Regions from separate parts of the Hordeum vulgare genome. Here all the other regions are linked to region 1. Evidence: chromatin contacts called from public Hi-C data. All regions are on one chromosome and are shown on one strand. Each heading gives the region's core, a stretch centred on a gene start, on an enhancer-like site or on the middle of the called end of the contact. The rest is flanking DNA. Distances are from core to core; before and after follow the strand shown. Region 1 holds the start of LOC123425869 (polyhomeotic-proximal chromatin protein). Region 2 holds the start of LOC123425865 (succinate dehydrogenase subunit 3-2, mitochondrial-like). Region 3 holds the start of LOC123425872 (60S ribosomal protein L36a-like).

What was found. Hi-C and Micro-C count contacts between places; a contact is called where the count stands out from the background.
Region 2: a Hi-C map of seedling shows a contact between it and region 1, with 3 times the contacts expected there. The contact joins the promoter of LOC123425865 here to the promoter of LOC123425869 in region 1. A contact is called at or near these places in 2 of 6 Hi-C or Micro-C datasets (leaf and seedling).
Region 3: a contact with region 1 is called in a Hi-C map of seedling, with 4 times the contacts expected there. The contact joins the promoter of LOC123425872 here to the promoter of LOC123425869 in region 1. A contact is called at or near these places in 3 of 6 Hi-C or Micro-C datasets (leaf and seedling).

Annotation. Positions count from the first base shown.
Region 1 is chr2H:206,716,144-206,720,474 of MorexV3_pseudomolecules_assembly, reverse strand. It overlaps LOC123425869 (polyhomeotic-proximal chromatin protein), which reads right to left and starts at 1,739. Exons shown (of 11, transcript XM_045109614.1): 1 at 1,573-1,739; 2 at 873-970; 3 at 459-688. The coding sequence starts at 1,669.
Region 2 is chr2H:205,909,753-205,914,083 of MorexV3_pseudomolecules_assembly, reverse strand. LOC123425865 (succinate dehydrogenase subunit 3-2, mitochondrial-like) reads right to left here and starts at 2,341. Exons shown (of 3, transcript XM_045109609.1): 1 at 2,201-2,341; 2 at 948-1,013; 3 at 1-483. The coding sequence starts at 1,011. The coding sequence ends at 158.
Region 3 is chr2H:207,507,140-207,511,470 of MorexV3_pseudomolecules_assembly, reverse strand. It overlaps LOC123425872 (60S ribosomal protein L36a-like), which reads right to left and starts at 2,023. Exons shown (of 4, transcript XM_045109620.1): 1 at 1,853-2,023; 2 at 624-803; 3 at 361-435; 4 at 1-272. The coding sequence starts at 2,008. The coding sequence ends at 213. It overlaps LOC123433709 (a small nucleolar RNA gene), which reads right to left and starts at 1,049; the gene lies at 978-1,049.

The DNA of each region.
Region 1 (4,331 bases), core at 490-2,989:
AGTAATTTAAGTTTCTTGTTTAATAAGGTCAAAATTTCAACATTGTTTCATTTCCCCGGTTCTTTACTTCCGCAGTCCTCATGCTCAGGAATCAAGAATTCCTTAACCAATACATAAAAAACATGATACAAATTATAGAAGCCTACACTACATGGAAAACGTAACTGGTCTATTTTCTAGTACTTGATCAATCTGTATTCTGTCTTCACCTAATGTTATAATCTGAACAACATGAAATGCATAATTGCTGGTCCACGAAATACTGCTGGTTTGAAAGCTTTAAATAGCCTGAGATCCTAAAAACATACAGGCGAATACACTGAGGAAAAAATTTATACAGAGAAAGAAGGGAAAAGATCCAGAGAGATTTGGTTCTGGAAAATCGGATAAATCTTACTTCAATGTCTAAATAAAAATATTTAACTTCGAAACACAGGTTACATTTGTGTCTTTTCTACCTTCTAATAAGGGCAGGGTCTTCATACGCACTCATAGCAAATCCACAGTAACTGACCCAAAGATCAGTACAATGAGGTACTGCTTGGACGGCTTGTTCATAAACCCCCACCACATCATCATATGTGCATAACCTTGCTTTATGAGCTGCGTATTTAATCCAGTAGCCGTAGCACAAAGGAAATTCCAATAAGAAGGTACGGTAGACCAAGCTAATAACCCCTATATCATTCTGGAAGAATGCAAACATCAGCAACGAGATGCTGCTTAACAAACATCAGCAAAGGCATTAAAATTTGAAAACAAAACATTTTCCCTTTTGTTTGTGAAGTTATATGATAATGAATAGGAAAGGTGCGGCGTGGTGGTTCTAAACTACTAAAAACTAATTAGAGCCAGATAAAAATATCACTTACAACGGAAGTTTCCTCTGCAGAACTTATCAATGATACCCATGTATCGAAATCGCTTGTATTTCCATCAATCAACAAACGAAGTTTCCTCTTGAAAACATCTGGTGTAGAATGAAAGAACAAGTCATGTCCTGGGTGTTATTGAAATGCAAATCCATCATCAACTTCTTCTCTTTTTTTTTGCGAAACTATCTGAACTGATATAACTCAAAGCTGCATCCCGCGTGTAAGAAAGAAGAAAAAGGAACAAAGAACCTGCTAGACCAATGTTGAAGTGAATTAGCCTCACTAAGAAAACTCCAACTACCTACTAATTACAGAGCTCAAAGTGGTGAAGCGCAAGCATCCGAGTGCTTTGAGGTTCTCTCTGACATTTTTAAACAGGAAAGGTTACCAACCAAAAGGAATAAAATGGTACTACGAGATAACGAAATGAAGAGCCTGCCACTCCCCAGAAAGAGGTTTAGTACCAAATCCCCACCATTCCTAGGTCTGGATACTCAGCGTTAGCATAGGTCATAGCTAGCACAGCTAAAAATAGGGCAAAATTACAAACAAACAAAAAAAAACTTAGTTTAGCACGGAGCTGGTGCTCTGAAGAGCCTCATATTTAACAGATGTCCGGATCAATTTAACAAATCGTATTCCTTCAAAAGATAATTAGGTAATCCCACGGATGTATGTACAGACGGGATGTGCTCACCGAGCTGCGACGCAGAGGGCTCCAACCCCAAGGCCACGAGCGCGGCTGCAGCCTCCGGCTCCGCCTCTATGCCCACTGTCCCCGGCGGCCCTAGCATGCTGTCCTGGATCTTTTGCGGGGTTGTGCGGTCGGAACCCTCAGAGGGCGGCGTCTGGTTGGGTTCAGGTACCGAGTCTGTACTGGACCACTCTTGTCAACTAGAGAATTGAGAATCCGCCATACGGGCTGCGCTTTTAACGCCGGCCCGTTTTTTTTGAACACTTAAGGCCGGCCCGTGGTCACCGATTTTCAGCTCGGTACGGGGCCAGCACATGGCACGCGAATAAAATGGCCGGGTCGGTCTTCGAGAGGGGAGCTCTGCGTCAAATACGCACCTGACGTCCGGCAGTGAACCCATACTGCGCCGGCGATCGTGTACGTACTGTAGCGTCCGTACTGTGATGCAACAAACCTGAAAACCCAAACTTCCCGAAAAAATCATCATTTACTTTAGAGCAACAATGTTTGAAAATAGATTGTTTTTTTTAATTTGAGAAAAAATATGAACAATTTTCTAAAAGCGTCAAATATTTTTGTAAATTCACGAATATATTTTAGAAACACGAACATTTTTAAAGTGTAGAGATAATTTAAAATTCTGAACATTTTTACAGAAACGAAGAAACAATAAAAAATGTTAACAATTTTAGAAATCCCGAAACTTTTTTCTTGTAATTGAACATTATTTGAAAGCAAGAACAATTGTTTTGAAAACAGAAACATATTTCAAAACAGAGAACAATTTCTAGACACGAACATTTTTTTCATTTTCAACCTTTCAAAAAACATTTTGAAATTCATTAGAAAACATAATTACCAAAAAAATTAATCAGAACATTTTTTGTAATTCCGGAACAAAAGTTGGAAACACGAACATATTTGGAATTTTGAGAGAAAATTTGAACAACAAGAACATTTTCTGCTTTTTTAAAGCGTGAACAAGTTTTTAAAAGCACAAAAAAAATTATAAATCTTAAGAACAATTTTAAAAAATCCTGTACAAATTCAAAACCGCGAATGTTTTTTGAAAATATGAACATTTTTTGAATTTTGAGAGAAAATTTGAACAACAAGAACATTTTTTGATTTTCTTTTTTTTGAAAAATCCAGACCATCTCCTCCTCCTCGCCGTCCGCCTCCTCCTCCCCCTCCCCCTCGCCGTCCGCCTCCTCCTCCCCCTCCCCTGGCCTGCAGCGTCGCCATCGCCAACTGACAAAGGAGCAGCCCCGTCCGCGTCCAACTCCCCCTCCCCGTCCGCGTCCTCCTCCCCCTCCCCGCCCGCCTCCTCCTCCCCCTCGTCGTCCGCCTCCTCCTCCCCCTCCCCGTCCGCCTCCTCCCCCTCCCCTGGGCCGGATGCATCGCCAACAGGCTCGGATGCACACTTCTCTGGAAATTGCAGGCAGCCGGCTGCCAAGGCGATGTGCTAGGCACTTCATATGCAGCCTCACGCAATAGGCGTTGCCGCTCCATTCCATCATCATGGTCAGCAACATCGTCGTCCTGTGAGTAGCCAAGGAGCTCCTCCGCGGTGATTGTGTGGAAGGCGTTGATTCCCTATCCGTTGCGCTCAGGCCAGGCATGGATGACATGTAAGTAAACCCTCCTCCAGGCCAGTTTGTTTTCCTACCCTTTAAGTGTTTGAGGAATTGCCTCTCAGGGATGCGCGGTTATTTGTATTGAAGGGATAAGATGGAGAAACATAGAAGGAAAGGTGAATTCTGCGGGAGGAGCAAGAGGTGATCCGGCTAACAAGTCATATATTTGGGGTAGTGTGTACGATCTATTCCTGGCACCGCTATCTCTTCCGTGAATGTCCTTGTGGTTTCCTTGTCGGTGCCTACGTTAATGTTCTATCGTGATGTTATCAGGTATTGTCCATTGGCTGGTTATGAACTACTACATCTGTTACTAAAGACACCCGGACACCATCTGTTACTAGGCAGTTCATGAGGATCCTCCATTCCCATGTATTTGCATCTCATAATCATTGTATTCAGTTCTATAGTCAAACGTTGGCATACTATTTGCTATGTAGTATCGTCGTAATTGTGTCTTTCAGGTTTGATGCAGCAACAGTGCAAATGTGCAATCAATGTACACAAAAGAAGTGAGGCATTATGATATCATTGGTCTTTGGTCAAGCATCGTTGGCTATAAACGTTGATAGGTTGTAGCTGCAAATTCTGGATTCTTCTCATTTATAATCTTTCCTATTTTTGCAACAATTCCTCATGTAATGCCAGTTTCAGTTTTTCTTTTGCATGACCAGGCTAGTAATCTAACTACGATTCATATGGAGCGGGCTCTTGAATCAATTCTGAGACATTTGTTCCTTCACATGCTCCGGAGCCAAAACTCATTTCATGTGCTGGTATGTAGTATTTATATACCTATATAATATTAAAGTATACTCATTTAAAATGAAAACTACTTTTCGAAAGCTATCTGCCATGCGAACATTTTTCCGCATTGCGGAGCCCAATTGATTTTTTTCCAGCAAAATTTGGTTCACACTCACCAGGATTTAGTTTCAGATAGTATCATAAGTTTTCGTTTAGGCACTATTGTTGGAACTATTCCATTTTCGTAATTATAGTAGTATCTGAGTAGCTCGGATCTTCGCATTCACGTTATGTATTGGAGTTATATTGTTGTTGTGTTCATCGCTACAGAACTACTTCAGATAAGTAACGGATTAGACATTGTACTATACAACATGC
Region 2 (4,331 bases), core at 1,092-3,591, 810 kb after region 1:
GTTTTCATTACACTGATGATTAGGATAGTTTCCCTTATTATTCATAAAATTTTGCAGGATTGATAACGTTATGACAACTGCACCTACAGTTGCATTCTGCCCAATGACGAAACCGCCACAGCAATGTTACCCCTCATCATTGAAGGCCGCATTTCACTCAGACCTCAAACATGACACCGAACCTGGTAGCAAGAGGAATGGATATGATGGCAGCACCCAGCGCAACGCCAAATATACGGTGTGAGATGGAGAATGTAGCGCTCAGCTGTGGCTTCTTCAGAGGAAGATGGGGAGACAGTGGGCGGTTCGCAACAGGAGCCGACAGGGGACGGCTTGTATGTAGGGATCGGTTTCCAGATGGAGGCATCTTCTGTCGCAGGGCTCCTAACAGAGAAGATGTGTAGCTCTTTGCTTGCCCAATGCGTGAGGAGTGTCTAAGGGCATCCATGTTGTTGAAAGACGAGTTGGGGGTACCAACCGCACCTGAAGATAAAGGCGACAGATGTGACCGGCCTTAATAAGAAAGTAAACTGCAGATTGTTATAGAGAAGAATAGCAATAATGATGAAAATAATGTCGATAATAGCGTAATACCATTTACACAAGCAATTGCATGTCAAAGTTTTATGAACTAAAACATGGATGATCTTCAGTAAACAACAAACTGACTTACAAACCCATATGCAGATAAAAATGAGATATAGATGCACTCTCTTGTAACACACCAATCAAACCACTCATATCTAATACTCTTTCCAGCTTGCACCTCAGCTGTTAGTCCATTACACATCCTACAGAAGTACACAACAAGGATGCACTTGAAAGGCGCACATGTGCACTCACTACAACCTATACAATTGACTTGTCGTGTATTTGTTTGATATCTCCATACTATTTCAGAATTCAGAGGTACAAATAACATAGCAAATTCCTCCAAGAGCGCTTACCACGGAGAGCAAATGGAGCATCTCTCAGGGGTGCAAAGCGGGTGTTGCTGTGATACTTGTCCATTCCTGCACAAAGAAGAACCGACATCAATACATGAGCATCTGTCTACTTCGGTCATAAAGAAAGCGGTTACTTTGTCTACTGAACTCGGAAAGATCAGATTCATGTCCATACTGCTAAATACCAATACCAACTGAAACTACTGAGTTCTATATTTTGAAAAACAGATCAAATGATGCATTTTAACGAATTTCCAGTAAACCCCAAAATTAAGGGTGCGATAAGTCAGCTGTCCAGGTAAGCTAGAGCGAAAATAAGGTAGTGAAATTAGTGATCGCCTGTTTGGAAAGACTTATGGATACAAATTTCTGTGTATGATGAATGGTGGGGAGTCTTAAATACCCCTAGACTACTTTGTTTGGTGTTTAATACTGTAGATGAAATTCTTGCTTTGGACTGGCAGATTCACAAGTAAGACCAAGAAATACAAAAACATAAAGCTCAGCATCCACTAGACCAACAAGAAATTAGTAATCCACTAACTACACAGTTTTGCAAAAAATCCTCTCAATTTGTTACCAGCATTATACTAAACATCTAAATTGCCTCAATCGAGAATTCAGTACAACACACACGCAACTGAAATAAACACATCACATAATAGAATTTCACCATCTACCATCAACCAATTCGCAAAATTACTGACCGCTTCATAGGTTTGGCTCATTATACATAGACATGAAATCACCGTAGAAATTCTTGTCGTATCCACACAGAAAAGGCCACTGAAGAAACCTTATGGTGCTGCCGGATGACCCTACTTCTGAAAGAGGGGTGGGGGCGGGGGATGTGCAGATCTGTCCAGACCGGCAAGCGGAGGGAAGTGGTTGCCGACGTGGATCGGCGCCGTCTGGTCAGGTCAGGACGGCGGTGAGCAACGAACTGAGGCAGGGTTCAGAGACGGGGCGACGATCTGGTCCTCGGGCGGAGCGGCGAGTTCGCCGGGGGCAGTCGCGGAGGGAGGCGATCTGGGGTAGGGAGGGAAGGGGTGGAGCGATCACTTGACGAGTTCTCTAACCCTAAGCGGCCGCCTCTGCTACGAGGAGAAGAAGAAGGTTGATTCGTTGGATGGGGATTGGGGAGGGAGCAACGCTATGAAGAAGAAATCCACGTACATGTACCGAAACGAGGATCACAGGCAGGCAGAAGAAACCAATAAAAACAAGGGAGGCAGAGAATGGAAGATCCATACCTTCCTCCGCGTTGCCGCGCGGGGCGAGAGCGCAGCGGAAGCTCGGTGAAGATTTGGGGACGACGGCGACGGAGACGGCGCCTGCTTTCCCTCTTGGGCTTCCCTTCCGTACCGCCTGGACGAAGGAAGATGCACGATGGGGAGGCAAGATAGATGGCTGGGCTTAAGAGTGAAGACAATTGGTGGGCCTGGCCGCCTCGGCATTCCGTTAGACGACGAAATCACTGTTTTGACCAGGAAAGTCATAGCACAAAATAAACTCCGACTAAGGCCTGTTTGAACCATCCAAATTATATAATTCAGTTTTTATAATTTATTATATCTTTAAATAGGATAGATTATGGTGTAGATTATAAAAACTAGATGTACAGATTATTAAAAACTCATAATTTACTCTACACCAGCTAAAATCAGATTATTGATTGCTAATGACCCATTACCCTTGTAAAGTTGAAGATAATTACATGCCTACCGCTGTCACCCTCCTCTTTTAAAAAAAACAGAGGGTGCACAGGTCATTATGCAATGTAAAACCTGAATTATAGTTTATATAATCTGGCCTTCAAACATGCTCACATAGATTATTTTTATAAACCAAATTATATAATCTATCTTCATAATCCAAATGATCATAATCTATTGTGGTTTCAAACAGGACCTAAATCTATTTCACAATCTTTTTTTTGATAAATCCAGAGACCGTGGGATTTCTTTTTCACATAGAAACGCCGAGTCAGTTTGTATTCCTGCTTCATATAAAAACGTCGAGGCCACTCGTGTTGCATCCCCATATGAAAACGTCTTTGAAGTTTGAAGCTTCTCTGGAACTCTGCATCAGCGATCTTTCGCTCGAGGAGGAGAACAACTTCCTGGGCGTGTGCAGCCAAAAACTTCTTGTTCGCGGCACCGATCATCCTAAACGCATGCGGAAAATGAAGAGCCGACACGTTGGAGGGACAATCATTAGAAGAAGAAAGGTGACTGGCAGGCAATCATGGTGAGGGGCTAACACGACAGCATGGGTTGTGGAGGTGTAGGTGTACCTCTTTGTCCCACAACCACAAGGGATGTGGATAGTGGATTGTTATGCAGCTAGGGCAGGGCTCCTCATGTTGCTTGGGGTTGGGACTAGATTGAAGGTTGTGTGTTTATGTGCATGTGCATAGGCAACTCATGTGTGAAAAGTCAAGAGTAGCTGGAGCAAAGTTTTTCCTTCGCTCTGTTTCCTTTGGTGTCCTGTAAGTTTTGTTTCTCATCTGTGGTGTGGAGGTGGCCTATAAAGGGAGATATCTATTTGAAGCAGCAGTGACGTCTGTTTATGTCATTCATGGTTGAGTTCTTCTTGCCTGCTTGGTAAGACATGCAAGATAGTTGGGTTCTTCTGACCGACATGATTAATCCTTGGCAGCGCTCTTAGGTCAAGGAGTAAAGTGATTAGTGTATAATATTGGTTCCGGCTACAGTAAAGTAAAGAGATCCTTGACGGTGCAGAAACGTCATGGTCCTTGGAGTTTCTAGCCTGCCACGTCAACGAGCCCCACGGCCACTTAAATATCTAGGAAAGAAACACCAAAGCCTCTGGCGTTACCAGAGAAGCTTCAAATGTCAAAGAGTATGGTGTTTTCATATGGGGATGCAACGCGAGCGACCTCGGCGTTTTCACGTGGAGCGGCAACACAAACTCGCTTGACGTTTCTATGTGGAGAAGAAACGTCACAGTCTCTCGCGTTGCCAAAAGAGTCAGATTGTGAAATAGTTTCAGTCGGATTTCATGTTGTGTCATACTTTATTGGTAAGGTCGAAACAATGATTTTGTCCTCCGTTAGACCAAAGATATCGGTTCGGTGCTTCGGTTTAATTTAAAATTCGGTTCCCTGGTTTTCTTAACCGATCGGTCTTCACAAAAATCATTACCCGGGACTTTGATTGACCGAAAATTAAGTCCGGTTCTCGGTTATGCCCGAGGGACCCGATATTGGCTAGGAGGAAGAAATAAGCAGTCAAATTATGGGCAAGAAAACACGAACAGCCTAACAGGAATCAACCCAAACAAGCGTAGATCTGAGGGAATGGTAGGAGGAAAGGACCCTGCATTGGAATCGGGCAGCCGGCATGCAGGACTGAAGGCCGC
Region 3 (4,331 bases), core at 774-3,273, 790 kb before region 1:
AACTGCATGGTGTCAAAATAAGACATGATACGGAATGAAAGAGGATTCAAACTACAAAACTTTCTTGGCCAAAAAGTCGCCCCTTACTTAAATGCCAGACACAGGAGTTTGGATACATGACAAGGTCTGATTAATTTAGCTCCTAACAACAAACCCTTAACACAAGTAGTACTAGTTCTTGACCACCACCACTCCAGATAGGTGAGCGCAGTTTAGAAAAGAGATGTCCCCTTGCCCTTCTTGTCTCCACCGATCTCAAAATGCTTGCATCTCTGCATAGATAGAGGAATAGGAGAAGACTGAGCAACACAGCAAAATGAAAAGAAAAATGTCCGTTTCATCAGGAGAAAAGGAACAAACCTTGATGGCACGCTGGGAGTAGTGCTTGCAGCTCTGGCACTGCAGCTTCAGCACAATCTTCTTGGTGGTTTTTGCCTAAAAAACGTCACAACTTTAGCATTGCACAGGTGCTTTTAATCTTTATCAGACAATACACTAGACAGGATTAGGCACACCATAAGTACATGGCAATGAATTGGTAGACAAATCAGACAAACTGTAGTGAAGCACATAGATCATGTTTGCAGGTCAATAGGCAATCACAAGAACCAATGCTGCAATACCTTCTTGTGGAAGACAGGCTTGGTCTGACCACCATATCCCGACTGCTTCCTGTCATAACGACGTTTTCCCTGGGCAGACAGACTGTCCTTACCCTTTTTGTACTGAGTGACCTTGTGAAGTGTGTGCTTCTTGCACTCCTTGTTTTTGCAGTAGGTCTTCTTGGTCTTCGGAACGTTCACCTAAATAGCATTTGCAACAAAACTAGTATTAGAATATGTTTTGCATGAAACTGGATACATGCTAGGATGGCAATGCAATAAATAAATAAAAGCTCAAGAAACAATTGAGATCAAGAAACAAGTGCAGGAATGTTAAAAAATACTCAGAAAACCTATAGTACAAACTTCAATTAGGTCCTCTGAAACATGCTTATGGTTGTCATCAAAAGGATAATCAGGTCTCAAAGATTACATGTCATCGTAGGACCCCCAAATTCAATATGAAATATTAAACAATAAGATTTGAAATTGCAGCATAAGTAACATAAGAAGATGATATATCACTTGGCAAGAGAGAAGCATGCCAAGTTAAGGTGAAACACTAGACGGAATTAATGACAAATGGTTATCTGCTGAGGGAAAGCATGCAAACAATGGACCTGTAAGACCAGCTGTAGGTTAGCTCAGTAGAGCATACTCATCAATTTCTATTGAAGAAAACTCCAGTTTTACTCATCAGGTTTTAGTAGTATCATGAAATATGGAGTTGCGTGAAGCACAGCCTCGACAAGGTCGCTTCACAAGGTTACACACAATTAAAGATGCATGAATACAAACTATAGTACATCAATACGGAGGAAAGACGAAATTAGATTTGTTTCTGACACGAAGATCTATTGATTTCATCTCAAACCAAGAGAGCGCCGGCCTGATATAACCAGTACAACAGTTTACATGTCTGATGAGGAATCAAGAACTAGCAGTACATTGTTCAGAGATCTATAACTCGGAAACTTGATCAAAGAAACCCTAAAACTGAAGAACTAATCAATTAGTCCACGTGAATACACCAGCGCTTGAGTTTCATACGCTAGCATCAACCCTACACGTCAAAGCGCTCGAAAGGAACCACTCATACAGCGCGAAATCTAGCAGCTATCAATCTACGAACAGACCACCACGAAAAACCCACGCAGCAAGCAAATCAAAGCAGGGGAAACAGCATGGATTGGCACGTGTATGACACGAGATTGAGCTTTCGGGGCGATGGAGAGGAATGAAACGCCTACCATTTTGACGGCCGAGGAGATGGAGCTCCGGCGTGCTTCTCTTTCTGGTGGAGGAGTTGCGGCAAGTGGCGGCGGGGAGGGAGAGGGGTGTGGTTTTGTGGCCCTGTGCTGTCGCGAGCTAGGGTTTGCGAGTCGCGAGACCGTCGCTTCCTTCATGGGCCTGAATGCCACTTTATGAATACTCGGCCTGAATGCTTGCGCTTTGGTCAGGGCTGGTGGTGGGCCAATAAGGGATGGGCTGGGCTTGCTCAGACGAATGGGTAGAGGAGTGTGACAGCGTTCGAGAATTAATTGGCTAGGTGAAGGGCAAAGGAACACTAAATTTTTTCACATGCGCGCGAGCATGAGAGAAAGAAAAATATGATCAAAGCATTGTCAAACTCGCTCACACATGGGCTTCCTGCACATTTCTACCAGCGGCGTTGGGACGTTTGTGGGAAGAGGTAACAAAGGTGGTACTAAGAATAGTAAGAGGGGAGGAGAGCCTTGAGTGCACTAATGATACTTTCTTGATCTTGATTCCTAAGGTGATGAACCCTACCCTTCTCACTCAATTCAGGCATATTAGTTTGTTAATGTTTTGTACAAGATAGCCTCAAAAGTGGTGGCAAACAGGTTGAAGCAAATCCTCCCTCACATTATCTCACAGGAACAGACGGCCTTCGTCCGAGGGAGGCTCATTACGGACAATATTATAAATGCATGTGAATGTTTACATTTTATGAAGAAAAGTAGATCAAAGACAAACAGTCAGTGTGCTTTGAAGTTGGATATGATGAAAGCCTACGACACGCTTGAGTGGGGCCATCTTGAAGAAATTATGGAAAAATTGGAATTCGCGCAATCATGGGTAAACACGGTAATGGGTATGTTTTATTTCGTTCTCAGTTTTGTTCAACGGGGAGAAACTTGGACGGTTTAATCTCGCAAGGAGATCCGATCCCCCCTTATCTCTTCTTGATCGCAGCGGAGGGCCTCTCATGCCTCTTAACAAATAGTTCTCACTCATCGAGTTTTGTTGGAGTAAAGGTGACACCGACAGCTCTGGTTGTTAACCATCTTCTATTCGTTGATGACAACCTTCTGCTTTTCAAGGCTAGTAATGAGGGTGCAGTGGTTGTGTCAAACTTGTTGGAAACTTGCTGTAACGCTTCAGGGCAGAAGGTAAACAATGGCAAATCCTTGATTTATTTCAGGAAAGGGTGTCCCTAGGCTATACGTGATGGTATAAAGGGAACACTTAATGTCCATAGTGAGCAACTCAGCTAGAAACATTTGGGGATGCCAACTGATGTGGGGCATCCAAAAAATGGGACTTTTAAGTATCTGAGATACACAATATGGGAGAAAGTGAAAGGATGGATGGAGAAGCTATTATCATATGCGGGAAAGGAAGTTCTTATCAAGGTGGTTGCTCAGGCAATACCAATTTATTCTATGGCTTGCTTCCGGTTATCGAGGGGGGGGGGTTGTGATAGTATAACTTTAGTCATCCGCCAGTTCTGGTGGGGAAGCAAGAGAGGTAAGAGAAAGACGCATTTGGTATCATGGGATGTGTGCACTGTTGGAAATATGCCCTAGAGGCAATGATAAAATAGTTATTATTATATTTCCTGTTTCAAGATAATCGTTTATTATCCATGCTATAATTGTATTGAATGAAAGCATAAATACATGTGTGGATATATAGACAAAACAATGTCCCTAGTAAGCCTCTAGTTGACTAGCCAGTTGATCAAGGATGGTTAAGGTTTTCTGACCATATGCAAGTGTTGTCACTTGATGACTGGATCATATCATTAGGAGAATGATGTGATGGACAAGACCCAAACTATAAACGTAGCATGTGATCGTGTCATTTTGTTGTTATTGTTTTCGGCGTGTCAAGTATTCATTCCTATAACCATGAGATCATGTAACTCACTGACACCGGAGGAATACATTGTGTGTATCAAACGTCGCAACGTTACTAGGTGACTATAAAGGTGCTCTATAGGTATCTCCGAAGGTGTCCGTTGAGTTAGCATGGATCAATACTGGGATTTGTCACTCCGTGTTACGGAGAGGTATCTCGGGGCCCGCTCGGTAATACAACATCACATATAAGCCTTGCAAGCAATGTGGATAATGTGTTAGTCACGGGATCTTGTATTACAGAACGAGTAAAGAGACTTGCCGGTAACGATATTGAAATAGGAATAGGGATACCGACGATCAAATCTCGGGCAAGTAACATACCGAAGGACAAAGGGAATGGTATACGGGATTATATGAATGCTTGGCACAGAGGTTTAACCAATAAGGTCTTCGTAAAATATGTAGGATCCAATATGGACATCCAGGTCCCGCTATTGGATATTGACCGGGCAGTGTCTCAGGTCATGTCTGCATAGTTCTCGTACTCGCAGGGTCTGCACACTTAAGGTTCAGTGACGTTTTGGTATAGTTGAGTTATAGGTGTTGGTGACCGAAGGTTGTT